Linked DNA regions of Rattus norvegicus: region 1 is linked to region 2. Evidence: chromatin contacts called from public Hi-C data. All regions are on one chromosome and are shown on one strand. Each heading gives the region's core, a stretch centred on a gene start, on an enhancer-like site or on the middle of the called end of the contact. The rest is flanking DNA. Distances are from core to core; before and after follow the strand shown. Region 1 overlaps Sec63 (SEC63 homolog, protein translocation regulator). Region 2 holds the start of Sec63 (SEC63 homolog, protein translocation regulator).

What was found. Hi-C and Micro-C count contacts between places; a contact is called where the count stands out from the background.
Region 1: a Hi-C map of liver shows a contact between it and region 2, with 2.2 times the contacts expected there. The contact joins the enhancer-like site here to the promoter of Sec63 in region 2. A contact is called at or near these places in 3 of 12 Hi-C or Micro-C datasets (hepatocytes and liver).

What each region holds. Positions count from the first base shown.
Region 1 is chr20:47,866,388-47,872,417 of GRCr8, reverse strand. It overlaps Sec63 (SEC63 homolog, protein translocation regulator), which reads right to left. Exons shown (of 20, transcript NM_001107637.1): 9 at 5,569-5,663; 10 at 5,342-5,474; 11 at 3,045-3,137; 12 at 1,681-1,835; 13 at 48-195. Among named protein-coding and RNA genes, the nearest start is that of Sec63, 42 kb to the right of the region's middle. Within about 2 kb of position 2,462, at least 8 of the 93 cell types and tissues checked have an H3K27ac peak or open chromatin away from gene starts, as enhancers often do. A contact at or near this core is called in liver, where this site is marked.
Region 2 is chr20:47,825,581-47,831,752 of GRCr8, reverse strand. It overlaps Sec63 (SEC63 homolog, protein translocation regulator), which reads right to left and starts at 4,462. Exons shown (of 20, transcript NM_001107637.1): 1 at 4,109-4,462. The coding sequence starts at 4,232.

The sequences.
Region 1 (6,030 bases), core at 1,213-3,712, 43 kb before region 2:
CAAGTAAACGAGAGCAGATCATCGATGTGCACAGGGAACCCACTCACCCTGTGATTTTATGTCCATGGTCACATACGGGAAACTCCCAAGAACTGCCATGACCTCTTCATACTTTTCATCTTCAAGGAAGTGTAGCAGACTATGACGATCTGCTTCTTTTAAACTGACCAAATCCTGGATACTTTTAATTTTGAACTAAAAAAGAAAAATAAATAAAATGAATGAATGAATAAATAAAAATTTTCATCCAATGAAAATTAATGGCATGCTGACCAAATAAAAGCCAGCAACTTCATAAAAAGTTATCATTATGGGCATTTCAAAGCAAAACCATTAAAACTAAGTTTGTTTTATAAATTCCTTACAGGATTTGTCAGAAAAAAAGACAGCATAAAAATAAAAACATGTTCATATAGACTAAAACAATAAACTGTTGTCCTAAATTTATTTTCAGCCTTAAAAAGAAAATCTTCCAAGTACAGGTGGCCTCTAGAAGTTTTCTATGCAATAAATCTAATATATTTAAATTAATTGAAAGTTAAGTACTAGGTACTTTTCATTTTCACAGAGATTAAATCATGAGGCAGGCGAATTTTAATTCAATGCTGGTGTAGACTCATGTGTAACATAACGGCAATGACTAATAAACTGAACTTGGATACCGACTTCTTATACAGTTATTTCCTTTAACACCACCAAATCCAAAGCCTGTCTTTAACTTACTTCTTTTATTGTATACAAAGTAACTTTTTTCTTTTTCTCTTTGTTTTCTTTTTTTTTTATAAATACTTTTTTAAAGATTTATTTATTTATTATATACAAGTACACTGTAGTTCTCTTCAGACACACTAGAAGAGGGCATCAGTTCTCATTACAGATGATTGTGAGTCACTATGTGGTTGCTGGGATTTGAACTCAGGACCTCTGGAAGGGCAGTCAGTGCTCTTAGCCACTGAGCCATCTCTCCAGCCCCTCTCTTTGTTTTCTTAAAACGGGCTCACTCTGGCCCAGGTTGGCCTCCAGTTCACTACTTAGCCTAGGCCTCAAATTTCCTACAACCCTCCTGCTTCATCCTCCCAAAAGGCTGAGCATACAGTACATGCTCACACCACCACGCCCAAGAGAAATGCTTAAAATCTCCTCCTATAATCACAACTCTGTTTTATTTCCCAAACCTTTTCATTTCTACATACTTTTGAAATATTCAAGTGTTTACTGTATTTCCTAAAAAAAAGAAATTCTCTTAATGACCGCATCCTCCCACACCCTGTAACTAGATGGTACTGACCCAGGGTCCTGTGCATACCAAGCAAGCACTTGACTACCATCCATCCAACATTAGTTTTGTAAATACTTCGATTTTTTTTTAGTTTTGTTCATACTCAACTATAACAACTACCCAACTTTTAAGTCAAAAACAAAATGGAAAGTATACAGTGTATTATTACTTGATATATAAATCTTTGAGATGTACAAAGTATTAACTAAAATTTACTCAATGCAAAACAGTAATTCTATAGTAGCAAAATACATAAAACCACCTAATCAAGAAATATGAACCAAAAAAAAAAAAAATTCTAAATCTAAGAAACCTACATAATGAAGTCTAGAACACTTCTTTTATTCACATTCCCTTGTTACACAAGTTGGTAAACTTTGACTAGAAAGCAGTCAACAAACCTTTTTGTGGTTTGAAACTCTTCTAAGATTGTCTTCTTCGATGTGAGGGAGCTGCAGAAGGGGAGACTTGAACTGCTGCAGCCCCTGAACAGCCATCTGGGAAAGCTTCATGCAGTTTTCTAAGGATGCCAAAGTTGGAGCACGAAACTCCCTTTCTTAGAAAGAACAGGAGAAAAAGAAACAAAAGAGCTATACTTTTTATACTTTTATCACAAGGGATAAAATCACACTAACATCTAACACCTAAAATTCAAGATCTGGATATTGATTTTCCTTTAAAGCTACTGAAAAAAATGTTAAAAATACATAAAATTGGTCATTGTGCATTACCCAGCAACAACCATTAACAAGAATCTCTCTATCAACTCCAATAATCATAAAGCATCAGGCGCTAACAACACACCATGACGTAACCTGGAGAGCAGCCACACTCCCAAGCCCTGGATGGCAATCCAAGCACCAGGGAGCTGAGGTGAGGGCAGTGCTTTCAAGACCAGCCTGGGTGACGGAGTAAGATGCAGCCACAAACACGAATCCCCAAATGTCCTGAGCCAGGCGAGGTGGAGCACAGGGAAACCTTCTGCTTAGGAAGCTGAGGGAGAAAGACTGAGTTCAAAGCCAGTGTGACTACACAGCAAGAGCCCATCTCAAAACGTAGGAGAGATTTTGTGTTTTCAGATGTATTTTTGTTTACTTTGAGGCAATGAGGTTGCTGTGTGAAGCCCAGACTGACTTCAAGCAGGACTCCTTCCTGTGCCTAAGCAGTGCTGAAGTTACAGGATTACGTCCCGCCTGGCTAAGAACTCCTGTGTTAACTCCAACTAGCAGATGTTGGGACATTCCAAAGGCACTGTAACACTGCCAAGAATTAAAATCACCAACAAGAAACTATAAACACTCTCCTTTTTTTTTAGCCTCTTTTCCAATAATGGCCAAAAATTCCTGTTCTTTTCATCCAAAAAACAAAACAAACAAACAAAAAACCGTATTATGCCAATTAAAAAATTATTTCAAACTCACTGTGAAAATACAAAAATAACTCAAAAGTATTCAGAGGAAAGAAAAAGTTTAAAGCACTAAAAATAAAGCAAATGAAAAGACTGAGCCATAAGCAATCTGAGAACCCCGACCCTGGTGTTCGAACTATAATTACATCTTCATAAAGCCTTAACTGTTAAGTGAACCAGGCCAACGCCCCCCAGGGCAAGCACAATTCTATCTTCTCTTCCTTTTCCTCCTCCTCTTCCTCCTCCTCCTCTTCCTCTTCCTCCTCCTCCTCTTCCTCCTCCTCCTCATCTTTCCCTCCCCCTTTCCCTCCTCCTCCCCCCCCTCCACCTTCCCCCTCCCCTCCCCCTCCCCCTCACCTTCACGGCTCCGGGCCATTATTATCAGCTGGCAGATTACATTCACCATTTCCTGAAGCAGAGCAGGACACTTTTTCAGCATGAACTGTTGATCTGAAAAAGCAAAGCAAAAACCCTGAAATAAACTATTCTAATCTTACAGTCAAAAAACCTTTCCCACTTGAAGCCCAAGGCTAGCACAAAATGTGCTGCCCTTAAATATTCTACCCAGCCTCAGAATCTTAATGTTTCAAAGAAAATTTCTCCTCAACATTACTGCAAACACAAGACAGAAAGTCATCACTAGCAGAAGATGTAGCAAAGCCAAAATTCTAACAGAATGGGGTACTATTTATTATATATTCCTTATTTTCTTTAAAACGGTCTTAATCATGAATTCAATTCCAATCCCGCTATCTCTGGGACTGCTCTATTCCTGCAGCTATTATGCTCCTGTAACTGTGGTTAAACACAGAGACCGTGAGTGAGAATAAAGTCAGTCAATGCAGGAAGGGGAAGAAGTTAACCAAGGGGCTGGCTAAGCACTCCTTGTGCTTAGCTTCTGCTGCAAGCCTGATGATCTGAGTCCACCTTCCAGAAACAAACATATACAAAACGGACTGGCAAAGAAAACTCAGTGGGTGAGAGCAGCGATCACTCTTCAGAGGACCCAGATTCAAGTCCTAGCACCAACATGGCGGCTGACAACAGTCTGTACTATAGTCCCAGGTGATCTAATACTCTCTTCTGGCCTTCTCAGGCACGGAACACATATTGTGGGCAAAATACTCATATACATTAAAATAAAATTTATATTAAAAAATTCTAACAGCCTGGAAACAGAGCTATGCAGTAGAGTATTTGACACGCAGTCAGATCCTGAGGCCAAGAACCAGCAATAGAAATAAGTGCTTTGGAGTTGGGGATTTAGCTCAGTGGTAGAGTGCTTGCTTAGCAAACGCAAGGCCCTGGGTTCGGTCCCCAGCTCCGAAAAAAAGAAAAAAAAAAAAAAAGAAATAAGTGCTTTAACAGTTCTTTTTTTTTTTTTGGTTCTTTTTTTCGGAGCTGGGGACCAAACCCAGGGCCTTGCGCTTCCTAGGTAAGCGCTCTACCACTGAGCTAAATCCCCAGCCCCGCTTTAACAGTTCTTTAACAGTTACATTTACACTTCTCCATTTGAGGAGAGATGGCTCAAGAGTTATGAACGAGCTCTGGCTACTCTTGTAGATGACTTGAGTTCAACTTCCAACAGCTAAACTCCTCATAACTGCAATTCCAGGGGACCCAATGCCCTCCCTCTTTAGGCCTCTGTGGTACCAGTATATACACGCAGAAAGAATACCCAGGTAAATAAAACTAACTTTTAAAATGAAATCTATTAAATTTTGTATTCTGCCTAAAAAGCAGGTCACCTATGTGTGAGAAATTACTAGTAAAAGTGCCTATATATGTGCACAGAACATTAGTAACAAAACTACTCATTTATTTCAAAGTAATTCCAATGGTGGTGCCTAACTCTCCCCTTCCCTTCCACCCGAAGCACCCGCTGGCTGGCACCAAGGACTGAGCACTGGACCATCATATTGTCAGACGTCCGGGCTGCACCACTAGTCGGACAGTGATGCAGCAGAAAGATTTCATTCAAAAAGCACACTTGTCCTTAGGACAGTGTGTTCTAAGTCCCTACTGAAAAGGAGATGGCATCCATCCACGGTCTCTGCAAATGCTTCCATCTCCAGCCTCTGTTCTGAAGAGGAAGGAGAGAGAGCTTCAAACACTCTCTCTTGTGAGGGAGTGAACCTTTAAGTAAAGATCAAACCATTTCTCTGTAGTTACTACTGAGAAATGGAGAGAATTATGTTGGATTAAGAGGGTCAGACATTTAATATAAAATCCACTTTTGTCCCTGCTAAAAGGCTTTCAAGTTCTTTTCTCAAAAAAAACCTAGGAGTCAGACATGATGTCCCACATCTATGATCTTAGTCCGGAGAGAGCTGAGAAAGAGCAAGGATAGCGGAGAGACAGCACTGCGGACAAAAAGCAAAGCCAGCGCGAACCCTCGCTAACCCACAGTTAGCAACCATCTCATACAAAGTATTCTCGTCTCCAAACAACACATTTTGACATTTGCCAAAGCACCTGATGCAGACCTTTACTATCTGCAAAATATGTGCACAGCATATAGATTTTTTTAAAAGAAATATAAACAACTATGTGGTTGGGGAAAAAAGAACAGCATCTAAGTGCTGAATCGCCAGGACTGCTTGTATCTGTTGCTTTGGTCCCCTTAAAGCCCTTCAAATGTTAATCACAAATACCTTCTTCCAGTGTCTCAGGAATTTTCATTCTAGCAAGATGAGACAGTAAAAGAACTCTGGCCTTCAGGCTATATGGACAGGTAAGTGGAGGTTCATTCTTCTTTAAATTTATGCTGCCAATTTCCCTGATTAGCTAAGACAAATAAAGGAATTATTCAGAAACAGGACATGAATCATTCACTTTGGTATTTCACTGCTCACTGAGGAGTCTGTAAGATGAGCCTAACCTGAGGTATTAAAACATTATCTGTTGGCCTGCTTGTGGCATCTTTATTATATTGAGGATCAAATTCAGAAGCTCCAGCTAAAACCATGATGAGACCTAGGGAAAAAAAACACAAATACAATGATAAATAGGTATTTGTTTATCTACTGATTTCTCTTCCTAATCATGCAATATGCTGAAAAGTCATCTGACCTCCACTACTGGCAAGTAAATTAATATCTCCCACTAAAACAACAACAACAACAACAAACAAAACAACAAAAAAACTTAACTTTTAAAAATACACACAGGTGTTTATCAAACTAAGAACACAAAAGCAACTGGACAGTTAAAATAGCATGTTTCTAAACTAAGCAAGTGTTCCAAAGGAGCCTGCTGGGGAGCATTAGTGTGACATATGATGTTAGACTGTTGCATGTAAGAGAGTGACCTCCAGTTTAAGTAGTACCAAAAGCGAGAGACT
Region 2 (6,172 bases), core at 3,213-5,712:
ACTAAGGGATAAAAATGGAACTACTCACATCCTCAAATAAAAGGTGATTAACTTATATACTATTTGAGAAAACATAAGCAAATAAAATTACTTTTTAAAACCATTTCACAAAAAAAAATTCACTAATCTTTTCAAAAAAAGAAACTTGAGTACTTAAGTAGTAAATCAAAACTGTGTGATAATAGTGTCACTGCCAGTCAGACACTGCTCTAAACACTTACAGTTGAATCTCCATTCTAGTCTATAAAGAGAGACTCCTCTGTCCCTAATTTACAGATGATGATGCTGAAATACAAAATCTGCACAGCAATCTGACAAGCCAGGTTTCAAAATCAGGCAGTTCTGAAAAAGGTCAAGGAGTCAAAAGCTAAGCAAACATTTTAGAATGGCAGACAGATTAAGAGCACTTGCACCCAGGCTGGGTGATGGTGGCACACATCTCTAAACCCCATGAAAGACAGAGGCAGGTGGATTTCAAGTTTGTAGCCTGCTCTACAAATTGAGTTCTAGGACATCCAGGACTAAACAAAGAAATCCTACCTCAAAAAAACACACAAAAGCAAAACAAAACAGAGTATGTGCACTCTTCCAGAAGATCTGTTTGGAACCTGTCACCCACATCCGACAGGTCACCACTACCTGGTAACTCCTGCTCCAGGGGAATCTGAAACCCTGTTCTGAACTCCACAGAACTTACCCTCACATATTCCCATCACCCTTCCCCCAATACAGACACACACGCGCCACACCATTGTGGCACATGCCTTTGATCACAGCACTTCGGAGGCCAAATAATCAAAGTAAATTAAACCAGAAATGGAAGCTTACAGAAAGAATAAAATGGGAATGCACATACAAAGTCATCACACACATGCACGCACGTATGCATGGACGCACACACAGTGCAATGTTTGTGGAGAACACAAAAGTTGGAAGTGGCTGAGGTAACTATGCCAGAACTTTAAGAATGTCTAAAACACTAAAAACTCCCATCTCTGCACTACTTTGGAACCCATTACTGGATGACTACAATACACAGGCTGTAAACTATATCCAAACTTGTCTTTAGGAATAGAGTGATGGCTCATAAATTAAGGGAGCACTTTCTGCTCTCACAGAGGACCTGAGTGCTGTTCCCAGCACCCACATGGTGGCTCACATCCATACACAACTCCAGATCCTGACTTCCTGGGGATCTGATGTCACCTTCTGTCCTCCTCAGGCACCAGGCACTCACATGACTACAGACAGGGAGGCAAAACATGCATGCATACACATAAATCAAAGTCAAAATCTGAGTTATCTTGATGAAAATTATTACTTTCAACTACCAGAACTTTAAGAACTGTTTTAAGTGATTCTTGAAGCTTTGTAAATCAAAAGGGTTAGGACATTAATCCTTTTGTTGTTATTCTCTCTCTGATGGTAGTGTCCATGTATACCAGTACCTCTGTGTGAGGTTGAGGACAAGCTTCTAGTTTTGGTTCTCCCAATGGGGTCCAGGATCAAACTCATACGTCAGGTTTATAGAGGACATGCTTTTAACCCACTGAAACAACTCTCTGGTCCTAATTTCTGGTTTTTAGTTTTTTGGGTTTTCTGTGGTGGAGTTGGTTTGGTTTGTGGGGGTTGTTTGTTTTTTTGTTTTTGTTTTGTTTTGTTTTTTTGTTTTTAGCAAAAAGCACATACCAAAACAAATATACTACCCAAAATAACTCCAGCAAAAGCCAATTCCAAGGAAGTTCTCTTGGCAGCCCTCTCAAATTTAGCTACAAGTTAGACCTTTTGTTATAAAGTATCAATATATAACACACCCTCTCTGGGCACCTGTATGTAGAGCTCCCTGAGTTATGTTACCGTGTAACCCTGTAACCTCTTCTGAGAATCACTATTGTAAGGAAGGTATACCCTCCATGTCCTTACTTTTTCAGATCCATTTTCTACAGCCAATATGCAAAGAGCCCAGAGGACTTTTCACTATTAAAAGGAGTATGAATTGGGGTTGGGGATTTGGCTCAGTGGTAGAGCGCTTGCCTAGCAAGCGCAAGGCCCTGGGTTCGGTCCCCAGCTCCGAAAAAAAGAATAGAAAAAAAAAAAAAAAAAAGGAGTATGAATTAAGTATACTTAGCCCAACTCAAAAGACTAAAATCAGGACAAAAAGATGCCACTAATAATGTTTACAAAATAAGTTCAGTTACCATATCAAATATGGCAGACTCTAACTCCTGTGTCTCCCAAGTACTGTAATTAATGAAATGTACCCCCGCATACCAAGTTCCTCACCACATTTTAAAGACTTTGTATTCAACCCACCATCCCAATACCCTGTCTTCTACACAACAAGCACAAGGCAGGTTGGTGGTAAGCAGCGGACATTAACTACAATACTGAAAGTAGACCCTCGCTCCTGTTGCTTTTCTTTCTTTCTTCTTTTTATTAATCACTCAGACTAGGGTGGATGCCTACAGCACCAATTAAGAGTCAGTTTTTCCTTTCAACCTGTAGTTCCACGGGGCTGAATCAAGTTGCCAGAGTAGGGCAAGGGCCTTTACCTGCTGGGCCATCCTGCGGTCCTATTTTTGAGACAGGCTGCCAGACTGGCTTTGAACTCACTATGTAGCCAATGTCAGTGGCCTTGAACTCTTAACCATCTTGCCTCCACCTCTCAAAAGGCCTGGGATAACACTTGGGAGCCACCACACTGGGCATGGATCCCTTTAACTTGAAATCCTGAAAGAATGGCCGAGGGGAACAGTCAAGAAAAAAAACATTTCTGTGTTATGACACCAAAGGTACATACAGCCACTGTTCAAAATCCCACATTATCTAAATGAACTTTGAAACACAGAACTCAAGAGGCCCAAATGAAAATTCCGTAAGCCAACCCAGAATGAGAAACTAGGGAGGCTAGGAACTTTGGGTAAATTGTTGCTACTCAACTTACTTCAAATGTACAAAAGAGATGCATGCAATTGTTGCTTGCTCTTCACCCTAAATTTAGTTCTATTGTGAAACTAAGTAATTTTACAGGACATTGAATTCTCTCATCAAAGTGTAGCAAGACCTGAGCAAAGTGTTAACAACTTTTCCCAAGGTCCAGTACACAACCTAGACAACTTAGATCATCACCACACCCAACCTAAAAGCAACTTAGCAGACACAGAAAGCTCTCCCTCAGCGCCGCTGTTATACTCGAAACCTACTAATTATGGTTAACACCACCAGAAATAACCCATTAGGCGCTTGCAGTCAGCGCCATCAGCTTCAAGAATATCTGGTGCCATATGTCTCAGGCAAGTGCAACACAGAACCCAACATTACAGTCTTACACGTAACATGCTCTAAAACGGTATTAGATTGCGTCCTGACACGACGTTTACCGTGAAGACTCAAGAACTAAGAGCAAATGAGCTAGCGACCCCACACGAACCTAGCTTAATCCTCCATGCTTGCACCTTTCCGTTGTAAACAGGAAAGTCCAGAGGAAAGGAAACGGAGAAAAACCTCTTTTTTTCGCTTTTATAAAAGGAATAACGGCAGCGCTTAACAACCCCCGCGACGTGATTGAACAAATGAAAAAAGCCAAAGGGAGGAAGTGACGGGGGTGGGCTGCTGGTGAGCTCACTTGGAAGTCCCAAACACGCCGCCCAGCTCGGGGGTGCCCCCAAACATCTGTCCCAACAGCTGCAGCGGGGACACCGGGATGCGAGGGGAAGATGGGTGGCGGGAGCGAAGGATGCAAAGTGGTGCCCGCACGCTCCTTTTCCTCCTCGGCCAACTCTTCTCTCGCCCCCCGTCCCAGCCCATCCCGCTCCCTCCAGAAAGAACACCCAACAAAAGCTGAGGCCGGGGAGACAAAGAGGCAGCAGGCGACGAGCATCCAGAACAATGCGGAGCCGGTCCAAGCCAAACTCCCCGGGACCGCGCAGGCGGACGGGCGACCCCGGAAATCGCCGCCGAGCTTCGGCCCCGCGGACCGCGGCCCTCAGGCCCCGCCGCGGACAGCGTCACCGGGACGCGGGGCAGCACCGGGGGGCAGGACGGTGCGGCCCGGAGCGGAGCGGAGCGACCCCTGAGCGCGCCTGGGCGGGCCGCCGACGGGACTCACCCGCATTCTGGTCTCGCGGCCAGAGGTAGTAGGTGGCGGGGATCACGATGAGCCCCACGAAGGAGGTGAGGAAGTAGAAGAAGGTGTTCCCGCTGTCATCGTACTGGAACTGCTGGCCCGCCATGGCTCCACCTCCTCCGCCCCGCTTCCCTCACCGCCGCCGCCACGACCCCGCGCTGCGCTCCGGCTCCCGGCGCCCCGGCCCCGTGTGGCGTAGCTCGGACGCCGCCGCCGCCTCTCCTCCCCGCCCCCACGCCGCTCTCACGGACACGCCGCCGCGGCCGTCGCCAACTCTCGCGAGAGGAGCTAGTTCCCGCCCCACGCGGCTGTTCCCTCCCCTGCCGGCTCCTCCACACGCTCGCAGAGGGAGACGTGGCGCGCGCAGCGAAGAAACTCTGTTGGACCCCGCCCGCGGCCCCGCCCCTGAGCCACGGGCCACGCCCTCTATTTGCCATAGGCCCGCCCCTGGCCCCGCCCCCTGCTTGCCCGGCTTTCCTTCCCGGCACCCTTCGCCAGATTCCCGGAGCCTTCCTGCCAGGGTCTCCTGAGTAGTGAGCCGGGACGAGCGTACTAGGTGCGACTGGAAGCTGAGCTTTTGCAAGCAGAGCTAGATTGCCTTGCCTCTCCATTCTGTCCTATCCCTCTCACTTTTCCCCAGCTTCTGATTCGCTCCTCCAAGGGAACCTCGTGGAAACAAGTGCCATTAAGAATAGGGAGCGAGGAACTAACTCCTCCTCAGAGTTCCAAAGCTTAGGGTATTTGAAACTGCCAGTTCACTCATGCTTTCTGTGACCCAAGCGATCGTGTGTTCAGTTTCAGTAAAGCATGGAATAAAGCAAAATATAGATCAGTGGCTCTCAACCTTCCTAATGCTGCCACCCACCCTTTAATACAGTACCTCATGTTGTTGTGACCCCGAGCCAAAAAATTATTTTCATTGCTACTTTATAACTGCAATTTTACTGTTATGAATTGTAATGTAAATGTATGATATGCAGGATATCTTATATACACTCCCTGTAAAACGATCGTTTGACAATTCCCTCCTCAACAGGGTCAGGACCCTCAGGTTGAGAACCACTGTTACATATGCTCTATTAATGAGAAAAGTCAAGCTCAAAACGTTTTCCAAAGGTTACGCTCGATGGTTTGGGTTTGCTCAGGGTTTAGGGATCCAAAGCCAGATTGCTCTGACGCCCCAAAAAGCCGCTGGCACTCCCTTGCAACCGGCGGGCGAGCAAACTGAAGTAGCAGTCACTCAATGCTCCTAGCCACAGGCTCTCAAACTGAGATCAGCTGAGCTTCAGGAAGCTCGCCTACTCTTGTAAAGATCCCACGGAAGTCCAGTGGTGGCCTTAGCGGGCTGGGTTCCAGAGTCCGCTCTGCCCTCTGTGGATCAAGAGGACACAGGGCATTTCTCACAGGATCGCTGTGAATATTAAAGTGTGTGATACCTCTCAAAAGAGAAACTATCGCGCAAGTACAAACATTCTGCTGTTTTTTAAGGATCGGGTGTTTTTTGTTGTTGTTGTTTTTTTGTTTTTTGCTGTTGTTTTGTTTTGTTTGCTTTTTGTTGGGGGGGGGTGTTTTTTGAATTTTGAGACAGGGTTTCTTTGTGTAGTCCAAAATGAGGCCCTCATCTCAGAGCACTTAACACCAGCACACAGGTGGCAGAGACAGGCAGATCTCTGTGCATTTGAGGCCAGCTAGGGCTGTCACCAGGTGAGAAGCAGGAACTTCAACACGACAATTGTTGTCTAGGATGCTGACCTAGAGTTGATATTCATTTCAGACCTAGATATTTTATGTCAAAGTAGCAACAACCCAGGGCTGGAGAGATGGCTCAGTGGTTAAGAGCACTGACTGCTCTTCCAGAGGTCCTGAGTTCAATTCCCAGCAACCACATGGTGGCTCACAACCATCTGAAATGGGATCTGATGCCCTCTTCTGCTGTGTCAGCGGCAGCGTACTCATAATTATTGGGGTTGGGGATTTAGCTCAGTGGTAGAGCACTTGCCTAGCAAGCGCAAGGCCCTGGATTCGGTCCCCAGCTCCGAAAAAAAG